Regions from separate parts of the Mus musculus genome. Here all the other regions are linked to region 3. The links are chromatin contacts, called in public HiChIP or PLAC-seq and promoter capture Hi-C maps. All regions are on one chromosome and are shown on one strand. Each heading gives the region's core, a stretch centred on a gene start, on an enhancer-like site or on the middle of the called end of the contact. The rest is flanking DNA. Distances are from core to core; before and after follow the strand shown. Region 1 holds the start of Selplg (selectin, platelet (p-selectin) ligand). Region 2 overlaps Gm42004 (a long non-coding RNA gene). Region 3 holds the start of Cmklr1 (chemokine-like receptor 1).

Region 1 (3,396 bases), core at 318-2,817, 180 kb after region 3:
CAGGATCTCCAGCACTCATGGAGGCTCACATCCATCTGTACCTCATAAGGCACTGCGCACATGTGATGCTCAGACATGAATGCTCTCTTTCTCTTTCTTTCTCTCTCTCTTTTTTTTTCTTCGAGACATGCTCTCAAAACACACACATAAAACTTTTAAAAATAATAAGACTAAGCCAGGCAGTGGTGGCACAGGCCTTTAATCCTAGCACTTGGGAGGCAGAGGTAGGTGGATTTCTGAGTTTGAGGCTAGCCTGGTCTACATAGTGAGTTCCAGGACAGCCAGGGCTACACAGAAATCCCGTCTCGAAAAAAATTAATAATAATAATAAAATAATAGCAATGATAATGATAATACCAACTTAAAAAAACAATTTCCTATGAACAAGTACTGTTTTCTCAATCTGATTTAATTAAGAAAAAAAAAAAGGCAGGGCTGGTGAGATGACTCAGCGGTTAAGATTGCCGACTGCTCTTCCAAAGGTCCTGAGTTCAAATCCCAGCAACCACATGGTGGCTCACAACCATCTGTAACAAAATCTGATGTGCTCTTCTGGAGTGTCTGAAGACAGCTACAGTGTACTTACATATAATAAATAAATAAATAAATAAATAAATAAATAAATAAGAAAAAAGGGATTAAAGTGGAGGCTGGATGGCTCTGAGGGTCAAAGTGCTTGCTGGGGAAGCCTGCTGACCTGAGTTCAGTTCCCAGAACCCACTGTGGGAGAGAACTGACTCCCCCAAGTTATTCTCTGACCTCCACACATACTGCATAACACTCATGTGCCTGCTCATGCGCACAAGTGCCCATGCCATATGCTCATATGCAAATAATAGTTAATAAATAATAATAAATGAAAATAAAAATTTAGATCCAAGAAGGCTGGTATGGTGGTGCATATAACCTATATAACCCTATATAACCCTAGCATGAGGCCAAGGCAAGAGGCTAGCCTGGGCTACATAGAGTTCCAGGCTAGCCTATGAACAAATGGAGACCATATCTGATTTGAGAGAGAGGGAGGGAGGGAGGGAGGGAGGGAAGAGGAGGAGAGAGAGAGAGTATCCCAAAGAATGTTTCATGCCTTAACAACCTTGAGACAAACTCCACGACTCGTCCAGACTCAGTCTCAGCTCTGGCCTTGAGCTTCCCACAGTTGAGAGGAAGGGTGGGATAGTTTCAGGGCAGAGGACCCGGGCTTCTCTGAGCCTCCACACAGAGACTGCAAGGCCAGCCTGGTAAACAGGCAGTAGCTGAGCATTTTCAGCTAAGGATGGAGAAGCCCAAGTCTCCTGGGAGACCTCGGCCCAGAACGTCAGCACCACTCACAAGGGCCCAGGCACCTTGCAAAGGCGGGCTCCTTGTCCCTTGGGCCCCCAGCCACTCCCCATGGTTTTTCGAATCAGACTTACCGTGCCCAACAGAGCATGGGGCAGCTGCCTCAGGGCCCAGAAGCAAACGACTCTGCCTCAGTGACAGGGCCCCAGTCCACACTGCCAGACACTTGTGGTCCCAATCTGCCCGCCAACCCCCAACGGCAGGGTGTGGAAGAAGGAAGCGAGAATGAGGTTACTCAGGCTGGTCACGTGACGCGCCCACACCCCCTTGTTTGTGACAGCTTTGGTGACAAGTCTGATTAAAGCTGGGTGGGCAGTGTGATGGCGGTTTGTTGGGACTGATAACAATCTTGAAAGTTCAAGGAAGGTATGGGGGGTGCTTACTGTGAGGGGACCTCTACATGAGACCTCAGAGAAGAGTCACAGCCTTGTTCTATGGGCAACTGGAGAGAGGCAACCAGAGAGAACCCCTGCCATGGAGGCAAAGGCCAGACAGAAGGGAGGGAGGGTCTCAATGGAGATGGAGAATGGGAGGCAGAGGGGCAGGAACTGCAAATCACCCACCTTTTTGGAGCTTATGCATAGAGTGTTTTTTGTGTGTGTGCATGCTGGTGTGTGCACACGTGTGTGCTTGTGTGCACATGTGTGTATGTATGTGTGTATGTGCATGCATTTGTACATGTGTATGCTCATGTGTGTATGTGCATGCATTTGTACATGTGCATGCTCATGTGTGCATGTGTGTATACATGTGTATATGCACATTTGTGTACGTGTGTGCATGCATGTACACGTGTGTTTGTACATGTGCTTGTGTGTGAGTCACATGCATTCTTGTGCATACTCCCCAACCTCTCCACGTCTCCACAGCTCAGCTTGGCCTCAGGATCCTCCTTTCTCTGGGGCTACGAGGCTTTTCCTCTCACAGGGTTCTACATAACTGGGTGTAGTGGCTCTCACTTTTAATCTTAGTGGTGGGGATGCCAAAGCAGGAAGAGTACTGTGGGTCTGAGGCTAGCCTGGGCTAAAGTTACTCGCCAGGCAGTGGTGGCTCGAACCTTTAATCCCAGCACTTGGGAGGCAGAGGCAGGCAGATTTCTAAGTTTGAGGCCAGCCTGATCTCAGAGTGAGTTCCAGGACAGCCAAGGCTACACAGAGAAACCCTGTCTCAAAAAACCAAAAAACCAAACCAAACCAAACCAACAAAAAAGTAAGACCCTGTCTTAACTGCTCCATGAAAAATCCAACAGTCAAGGACTCGCCAGACAGGGAGGGTCATTCCCCAATGGATTTCTCCCTTATCTGTTCCTTTGCCCAACAGATTTCCTTTGCCTGTATCTCAGGTTGATCAGCAGCCTTGGTCTCATACAATCCCCCTTGTCCATGGGATGGTGAGGCCAGCCAGTAAACAGGCTGGTAGACCATGACCACATACCCTCCAGTAAAAGCGACACTCCAGGGTGAGCTACGGGGTCAGGCAGGAGATGAGGTGAGATAGATGAGGTAAAGACTGGAGGTCAAGCATGCACAGTGTGGATCTGGAAGTGGACAAAGGGATTAGCCTCCAGGGTCTGCCCTGCAGTTTTGCAAAGCCAGGCTCAGGACTCTTGTAGAGAGAAGGCCATACCCTGCCTTGCATGAAAGTTGTTTAAAAACAAAAGCCAGAGGGTGAGGTAGTGTGTGCCTGTCGTCCCAGAACTTGAAAGGCTGAGGCCAGTCTGGGTTATACAGTGCCAGGCCAACCAGGGTCACATAGCTGCCTCAAAATACAAACCAAGGCTGATGAGAGGGCTCAGCCTATAAAGGTGCTTGCGGCCAAAGCCTGATAACCTGAGTTCAAGTCCTGGAATCTGGAGCTGAGTCTTTAAGACGTTTTCTGTCTTTTGTTTTCTGTCTCTCTCTGCCTCTCTGTTTCTCTCTCTCTCTCTCTTTCTCTCTCTCTCACACATGCATATATGTGTGCACAGATAAACACAAAACATAAATACACAAAATAAAACTGTTTAAAATCAAGCAAGCAAGCAAACAAACAAAACAAACCCAACCAACCAGATAA
Region 2 (3,326 bases), core at 70-2,569, 150 kb after region 3:
GTCATTCCCTGCCAACCCTCAGATTCCCACCTGAAGACATCCCAAATTCCACTCGTTCTGTGGAAACAGCTGGAGGCTGTGAGCTGGATACCACAAGAGGTAGGAGAACCACAGTAAGGAAGCGAGCCTTAAAGGGATCCCTGGGGACCTCTGACTGCACACGGGTGAGAGCTGGGAGGGGTCGCTCAGGGCTCCATGCAGGGGTTGCACAAGGTTCCATGTGCCATGGGAGTCTAGTCCGGTCCCAGGCTTCCACTGCAGGAAGTAACTACAGAGTTGCCCTCAAAGATAGCGAGAAGGTATTTACGAAGACACAAATGCAAGATGGTTCCCAGCAGCTGGGCAGGATGTGGAAAGGTCCTGAGGTGGTCGAGAGCACACACAGTGCCACGGAGGGAGGCAGCTCTGGAATAGTCTCAGGCCAGCATGGGTGAACCAGGTCAGCAGGGACAAAGAACTTTGCTTGTTTGGGGCCCCGATCTTAACTCTATGTCTGTGTCAGTGGTTCTCCGTCTTCCTAATGCTGTGACCCTTTAATAAGGTTCCTCAGGTTGTGGCGATCCCCCCACCCATAAAACTATTTCCTTGCTACCTCATAACTGTAACTTTGCTATTGTTATAACTCACAATATAAATAGCTGAGATGTAGGATATCTGATATGTGACCCTTTGGGGCTTGCGACCCACAGGTTGAGAACCACTGATCTAGGCCATTGCCTGGAACAAAACGGGGCTCAAAAAATATGGTGCTGGCTGTTTGAATGGGGCCTCTGCCCTCTGATCCTGCGTCTTCAGGCATTGGGCAATTACGGGAGAAGCTCCATCCTTCTTCAGTGTCTCATACCACGTCCCGCGGTTTCTGGGACATGTGTGGGGCCCTGCTGTGGTATCTGTGGGGCGTGGCCAGGCCTGTGGTGTGGAGCACAGGCTGGGCAGTACGCTTGCAACCCATAATTTCAGGGGCCCAGAAAGAGCCAGGGTTTCTGCTCAAACTGAAAACACTTCAGAGACCCTGCCCTGAACCCCTTGCAATTAGCAGCAACACGACCCTGTTCAGCAGCCCTGACCAGTGGAGCTTGGGAGGGCCGGGTAACGCCCTTAGCTTAGGTCTCTACTGAGACTGTTCCTCCTGGCTCCTGCAATGCCAGCCCACCACAGTCCCCAGTCCCAGCCCCTTATGGGTCCAAGGCCACATCTCATTACATAACCCTGAGCACCAGGGCCTGCCATCCAAGCAAAAATAGCTGGGCCTTTCATGTGGCTAGGGAGTCGTGAGCTGCAGCACCACCACAGCCCAAGTCTGGCCTCTGGAGGGTTATCCTGGAGTAGCATCCTGCCTGGGGCTCCCAAGAGGCACGGTAGCTATGTCTGACTGGACCAGAGCTCTGAGGTTGCTATGAAACCAGCCTGGATCTCGGTTTTCTCATCAGAAAACAACCTACATTCACTCATTGCTCATCTGTTTATTGAGCATCTACATGTACCTGGAACTCAGAAAGCAGGGCACAATACAACCAAGCTGTGCCTCAGTTTCTCCTTTTGGACCAGGGTGGCTTACTACCTCTGGGCATCCTGTGGTCTTCTGTGTATTTTCCACCATGTGCTGGTGGGAGAGAGAAATGGCTGGGTAACATGGACAAGGGTCTTAGTTTCTAAAAAGGACTGCAAACCTGGCCTAGGAGCCAGCGCTCGCACTCCAGTACGTATGTGCCCAAGAGGATGAAGACACACCCACACAAGTGTCCGTGGCGGCTTTCTGCACAGCAGATCCTGAACTGGAAACATCCCAATACTCAGCAGGAAGTTTTGCACACACGTGTGATTTCTATTAGTAAATTTTCTTCTCGCCGAGACCACGGGACAGAACAACTTAAGACGGGAAGGTTTTGTTCTGGCTCATGATCTCAGAAGCTTCAGCGGAGAACGTCAGGGTGGATGGAGTTTGTGACAATGACAAACTGTTTATCTCACCAGTGGACAGGAAACCAAGAGAACCGGAACACAGAATGGGGCAAGATGGAGCTCTGAAGACACCCAAGTGACTCACCACCCCAAAAGCTTGACCTCCTACCAGTCACCCACCCCCAGCTCACCCACGAGCTCAGCCTTCAGGATCTAATGGCCTCTGGAGATGACCTTGGAGCCAACAAGAGGTGGAGTTTCATCAGCCTCCTAGACATTTGTCAATCTAGTCAAAATGACATCAAGACCGGCTATGACAAGCTGGAGATGCAGGCATTGCTTGGCTTTTTGTTGCCAACATAAAGGGAAGCCAGATCAAGAACTCAGGCAGGAACATGGCTTGCTGGCTTGTTTTCAGGCCGGTGCTTAACTGGCTTTTTCATACAGCCCAGGGAATGGTGCTGCCCACACTGGGCAGGGCTCTTCTACATCAATCAACAAGACAATCCCGGACTCTTCTCAGGGGATAGGCAGTGTCCAGTTCACAGAGCTAAATAGAACAATAGAGCTCAAGGGGCTGAGCGCTTACACACGAGGCCCAGAGTTCATCCACAGCAGCGCAGAAAGCAGGCATGGTGGCACATGTCTGTAATCATATAAAAATATGGAAGCAAAAGGATCAGGAGTTCAAAGACATCCTGGGGTACATAGTGAGTTCAAGACCAGCCTGGGCTACATGAGAGCCTGTTGCATGAACAAACAAACAAACAAGTGTACACACACACAGTTTGTACATTTAAAGTTTGCCTCTCATGCATATGGTAGCCCACAACTGGACAACGGAGAAGGACAGACTAAACTCTCCACACACAGAGCAAAGGAGCACAGTCCGTGTGGTTCTAGGACAAAGGGCAGACTCGGCTGTGGGTTGGGACGTCAGTAGAGTAACTCTTACAGAGTTCTGGCTGGCAAGGGGCTCAAGGAATGGGGTGGTTCTGATACTGTGGCCTTTAGACCTGGGTCTCGCACTGCATGGAAAGGTCCAGCTGGACACTGGACATCTGCATGGTCTAACCAGATGATGACTCAATTCAAAGCTCTTCAGAACCCACATCCCTCCGCGGGGGGATGCACGTACAGCCGGAGGACAGGGGTCCCAGGATTTCCTGTGGCCGGGTGGCCAGCCAGCTGTGGCTGCCTTGTAAACATTTACATTCTCGCTGTGGAAGGAGCCACTTTATGAGACTCAACAGGGGCCACTGGCCGCCTCAGTGTGGTGCGGCTGGTGGCTGCACTTCTCATTAACCAGCTGCCTGCCGGCTCTGTCAGGATAGTCACCAACCACACCCCTACACTCTGGGCAGTCTGTGGGGAATGCAGACCCCGTGGGTCTAATAGCAGGGAGCAGCCTGAAGTTCCCAGTT
Region 3 (3,153 bases), core at 411-2,910:
AAGAGTTGGGCGAGTCCAGAGCCACTTGTCCTTGGCTCTCAGATGATATCTCGCACATGCCAGACACCCCACAAGTTTAAGCTAAGCCTTTCAGAAGAGAGTCCCGAGCCAGCCCCTTCTGCAGCTTGAGTGAACTGTGAACAGGCACACACACTGGCAGCAGCAAGGTCCTGAGACAAGCCAGCCTTGCCCTTGACAGAAGCCAGAACCACAGATCCCCTTGGAAAGGGGAAGGAGAGAGAGTTAAAGGGAAATCAAGGCTTTCTTAAGACACAGCAAACACAAGACCTCCTCCTCCTCCACTTCCTCACTGTGTGACCTCAGACCTGTGGCCTGTCCTCTCTGAGCCACATCACATAAAGAGTTGCAAGCAGAAGTCAGGAAGATCCATAGGGCTCACTGCCCAGCCAGCTAAGCCTAGTCAGTGAGCTCAGGGTCCCAGCGAGAGACCCTGCCCCATCACATAAAGAGTTGCAAGCAGAAGCATCTCAAGCAGAGGCAGGCAGCCCTAGTGTTAAGAAGGCTTCAAGGCTATTGCACCCCTATGCCATGCCATGTACAGCGTCAGCAGGAAGAAATTGCCATGACCAGACAGCTCACATATCTTTAAAAAAGGGTAGTGAAGAACTGGAGCGATGGCTCGGTGGTTAAGAGTACCAGCTGTTCTTCCAGAAGACCCAGGTTCAATTCCCAGCATTGACATGGTTTCATCAGCATCTGTATGTAACACCAGCTGTAGGGGAAGTTGATCCTCTTTTGTCCGGGACTCACGTGCACTCACATGCACAGACCCACATAGATATTGGCATGCATATATATAATTAAAAATAAAATAATTTTAAAACATGGTTTCTCCATGTAGCCCTGGCTGTCCTGGAACTCACTCTGTAGACCAGGCTGGCCTTGAACTCACAGAGATCCTCCTGCCTCTGCCTCTCTCTGGGTCTATGAGAGACCTTGACAAGGCTTATGATAATCAGAGAGTGACAGAAGAAGACACCCCACGTTCTCCCTCTGCCTGCACATCTGGACATCACACAGAGCATCACACACACACAGTGATATGGGGTCACCTATGGGAATATATCCACGGGACTAATACACAAAGCAAAACTATCCCACAAAGTGTTCATGGCAGCGCTGGTCACTCAGAATACTAAAAAACAAAAAGAGAAGTGGACCTCACAGTAGTTACATGCCCCCAAGGCCAGCCTTTGTCAGCAGCCACTGAACTGTCCTCTCGGGAGCCGGAGAGCCTGACGGGGGTGGTCTGTGGCACGGCACAAGTGGGCTTTGCTCTGAGTCGAGGAAGGATTCATCCTCACGGATGGCCTGCGGTGGCCACGCTGGTTTTCACAAACACCAGCGTCGCTCTTCAGCTCTGATTCTATGCTAGAAACTTTTCCTTTGACACACACCCAAAGAGGAGCTCCAGTCCCTGCCTGCGCGTCCCTTCCCGCCCTCTGCAGGACTCAGAACCAAGTGCTGTACCTTCTCTCCAATATCCCCCTCCGGCTCCTGCGACTTCAGGGTTTGAGAACTCGCGCTCTGGCCTCTTTCTCAGTTGTTCTGGTAGTGGCTGTTTGCTTGGAAGCATTTCTTCCATTCACAGAAGATTTCGTCTGAGCCCCGCGGAGCACAACATCCTAAGAGCCTCCCTCTGTCCTGTGTTCTGTGTGGGGACAGGGACAGAACTCAGCCTGAGAAACAGCTGGAGCGGGGAGGGGCGGGAGGAGCAGGAAACAGCCTGGGGAGGGCGGGGGCGCCAGCTGTGTGGAGTGGGCCCCCCGCCACTCCCCCAGAGGAGGCTTCGCCTGCCAGCCAGGCTGGGCTCCTGGGTGGTAACGGCCCACTAGGAATGACCCGCCCCTTGTCTGGGCGCACAACTGGAGCCGCAAATGGAGCCTTGAAACCAGGCTGCTGGGGAAGTTACTCCTGACCGACCTGAAGACCCACCCGCAGCTGGTTATCTTTGCCCGCAGTAGGGACGGTAGCAAGCCCTATGGCCTCTTGCCTGCTGTTCCCTACTTCTGAGTGCTATTCTTGCCCCTAGTGTGGCCAGATGGCTTCCAGCTCCTTCTCCGTGATGAAGAAACCTCCCCTGACAGACTACTCTGGGTTTCCACATCACAGCAAGCACTGACAGAGGTATCACGCTGTCCTGCCTGCTGCCTGTCTTCCCCAGTCTGTCCCCACCACCTGATATAGTGCCTAGTTTATTGGCACCGACAGCAACAGAATTGTTGAAGTAGCCAAGAACAAGGCAGGGTACTGGGCACTCAGTACACAACCTTCACAGTGCTAGGAACTTGATACTACATCCTCCCTACGGCAGTGGTGGTTGTGGACAGGTATTTTTATTACCCTTGTTTATTGGTAAGGAAATTGGGGCACAGAAAGGTTAAGTTTCTTACCCTATGCTACCCAGCTAGGAGATGGCAGAGCTGGAGCCCAACCAGGCTAGATCCCAGTCCTCAACCTCCAGAAGGAAGACATAACAGTCCTTGGCCTGTGTGATCCATAGCAAGTGCTTTGGTTGAGAGTGTCATGCATCACCATGCCTGCTGCAACGGGGCTGGAAGAGTAGATCACGCATGGCGGATGGAGATGCTGAGGCCGTGGACCAGAATCTGTGCCCAGGCAGCCGGCTCGGGCTCACAGCTAAGACCAAGCTGAGGTCTGTCATGGTTGGAAGCCCTGCTGCCTAAAGCTACTTACAGGTGAGGAGAGGGGAGAGAAAGAAGAAGGAAAGGAAGCAGGGGAAAGGTAATGGAGAAGGGTGAGGAGAGAGAAGAAGGGGGGAAGTAAGGGGGAGGAGAGAGAAGAGGGAGAGGAGGGGAAGGAAAAGGAGGAGAGAGAAGAGGAGGGAGGGGAGGGGAAGAAAGGGGGAGAAGGAGAGGAGAGGAGAGGAGAGGAGAGGAGAGGAGAGGAGAGGAGAGGAGAGGAGAGGAGAGGAGAGGAGAGGAGAGGAGAGGAGAGGAGAGGAGGGGAGAGGAGAGGAGGGAATACAGAGGAGGAGGAGAGAAGAGGGAGGGGAACAAAGGGAGGGGAGGAGAAGAGGGAGGGGAAGAAAGGGGGAGGAGAGAAGAATGGAGGGAGGGGAAGGAAGAGGAGGAGAGAGAAGAGGAGGGAGGGGAGGGGGAGAAGAAAGGA

What was found. Promoter capture Hi-C pulls out the DNA fragments that hold promoters and counts their contacts. HiChIP or PLAC-seq counts read pairs in DNA pulled down with a chosen protein or histone mark.
Region 1: an H3K27ac HiChIP or PLAC-seq map of microglia shows a contact between it and region 3, with 4 times the contacts expected there. The contact joins the promoter of Selplg here to the promoter of Cmklr1 in region 3. A contact is called at or near these places in 3 of 39 promoter capture datasets (hippocampal neurons, liver and pre-B cells), 3 of 484 Hi-C or Micro-C datasets (cerebral cortex and natural killer cells), 3 of 115 datasets of contacts at active chromatin or transcription factors (memory CD8 T cells, microglia and neural progenitor cells) and 2 of 9 other capture datasets (adipose tissue and liver).
Region 2: a promoter capture Hi-C map of pre-B cells shows a contact between it and region 3, with 2.7 times the contacts expected there. The contact joins the enhancer-like site here to the promoter of Cmklr1 in region 3. A contact is called at or near these places in 2 of 39 promoter capture datasets (macrophages and pre-B cells), 1 of 484 Hi-C or Micro-C datasets (pre-pro-B cells), 1 of 115 datasets of contacts at active chromatin or transcription factors (microglia) and 2 of 9 other capture datasets (liver and pancreatic islet).

What each region holds. Positions count from the first base shown.
Region 1 is chr5:113,828,934-113,832,329 of GRCm38.p6, forward strand. It overlaps Selplg (selectin, platelet (p-selectin) ligand), which reads right to left and starts at 1,568. Exons shown (of 2, transcript NM_009151.3): 1 at 1,416-1,568.
Region 2 is chr5:113,803,477-113,806,802 of GRCm38.p6, forward strand. It overlaps Gm42004 (a long non-coding RNA gene), which reads left to right. Exons shown (of 5, transcript XR_878692.2): 3 at 1-99. Among named protein-coding and RNA genes, the nearest start is that of Gm42004, 4.6 kb to the left of the region's middle. Within about 2 kb of position 1,320, at least 35 of the 459 cell types and tissues checked have an H3K27ac peak or open chromatin away from gene starts, as enhancers often do. A contact at or near this core is called in pre-B cells, where this site is marked.
Region 3 is chr5:113,648,730-113,651,882 of GRCm38.p6, forward strand. It overlaps Cmklr1 (chemokine-like receptor 1), which reads right to left and starts at 1,661. Exons shown (of 3, transcript NM_008153.3): 1 at 1,492-1,661. Gm52823 (a long non-coding RNA gene) reads left to right here and starts at 2,015. Exons shown (of 3, transcript XR_003955975.1): 1 at 2,015-2,148; 2 at 2,429-2,720.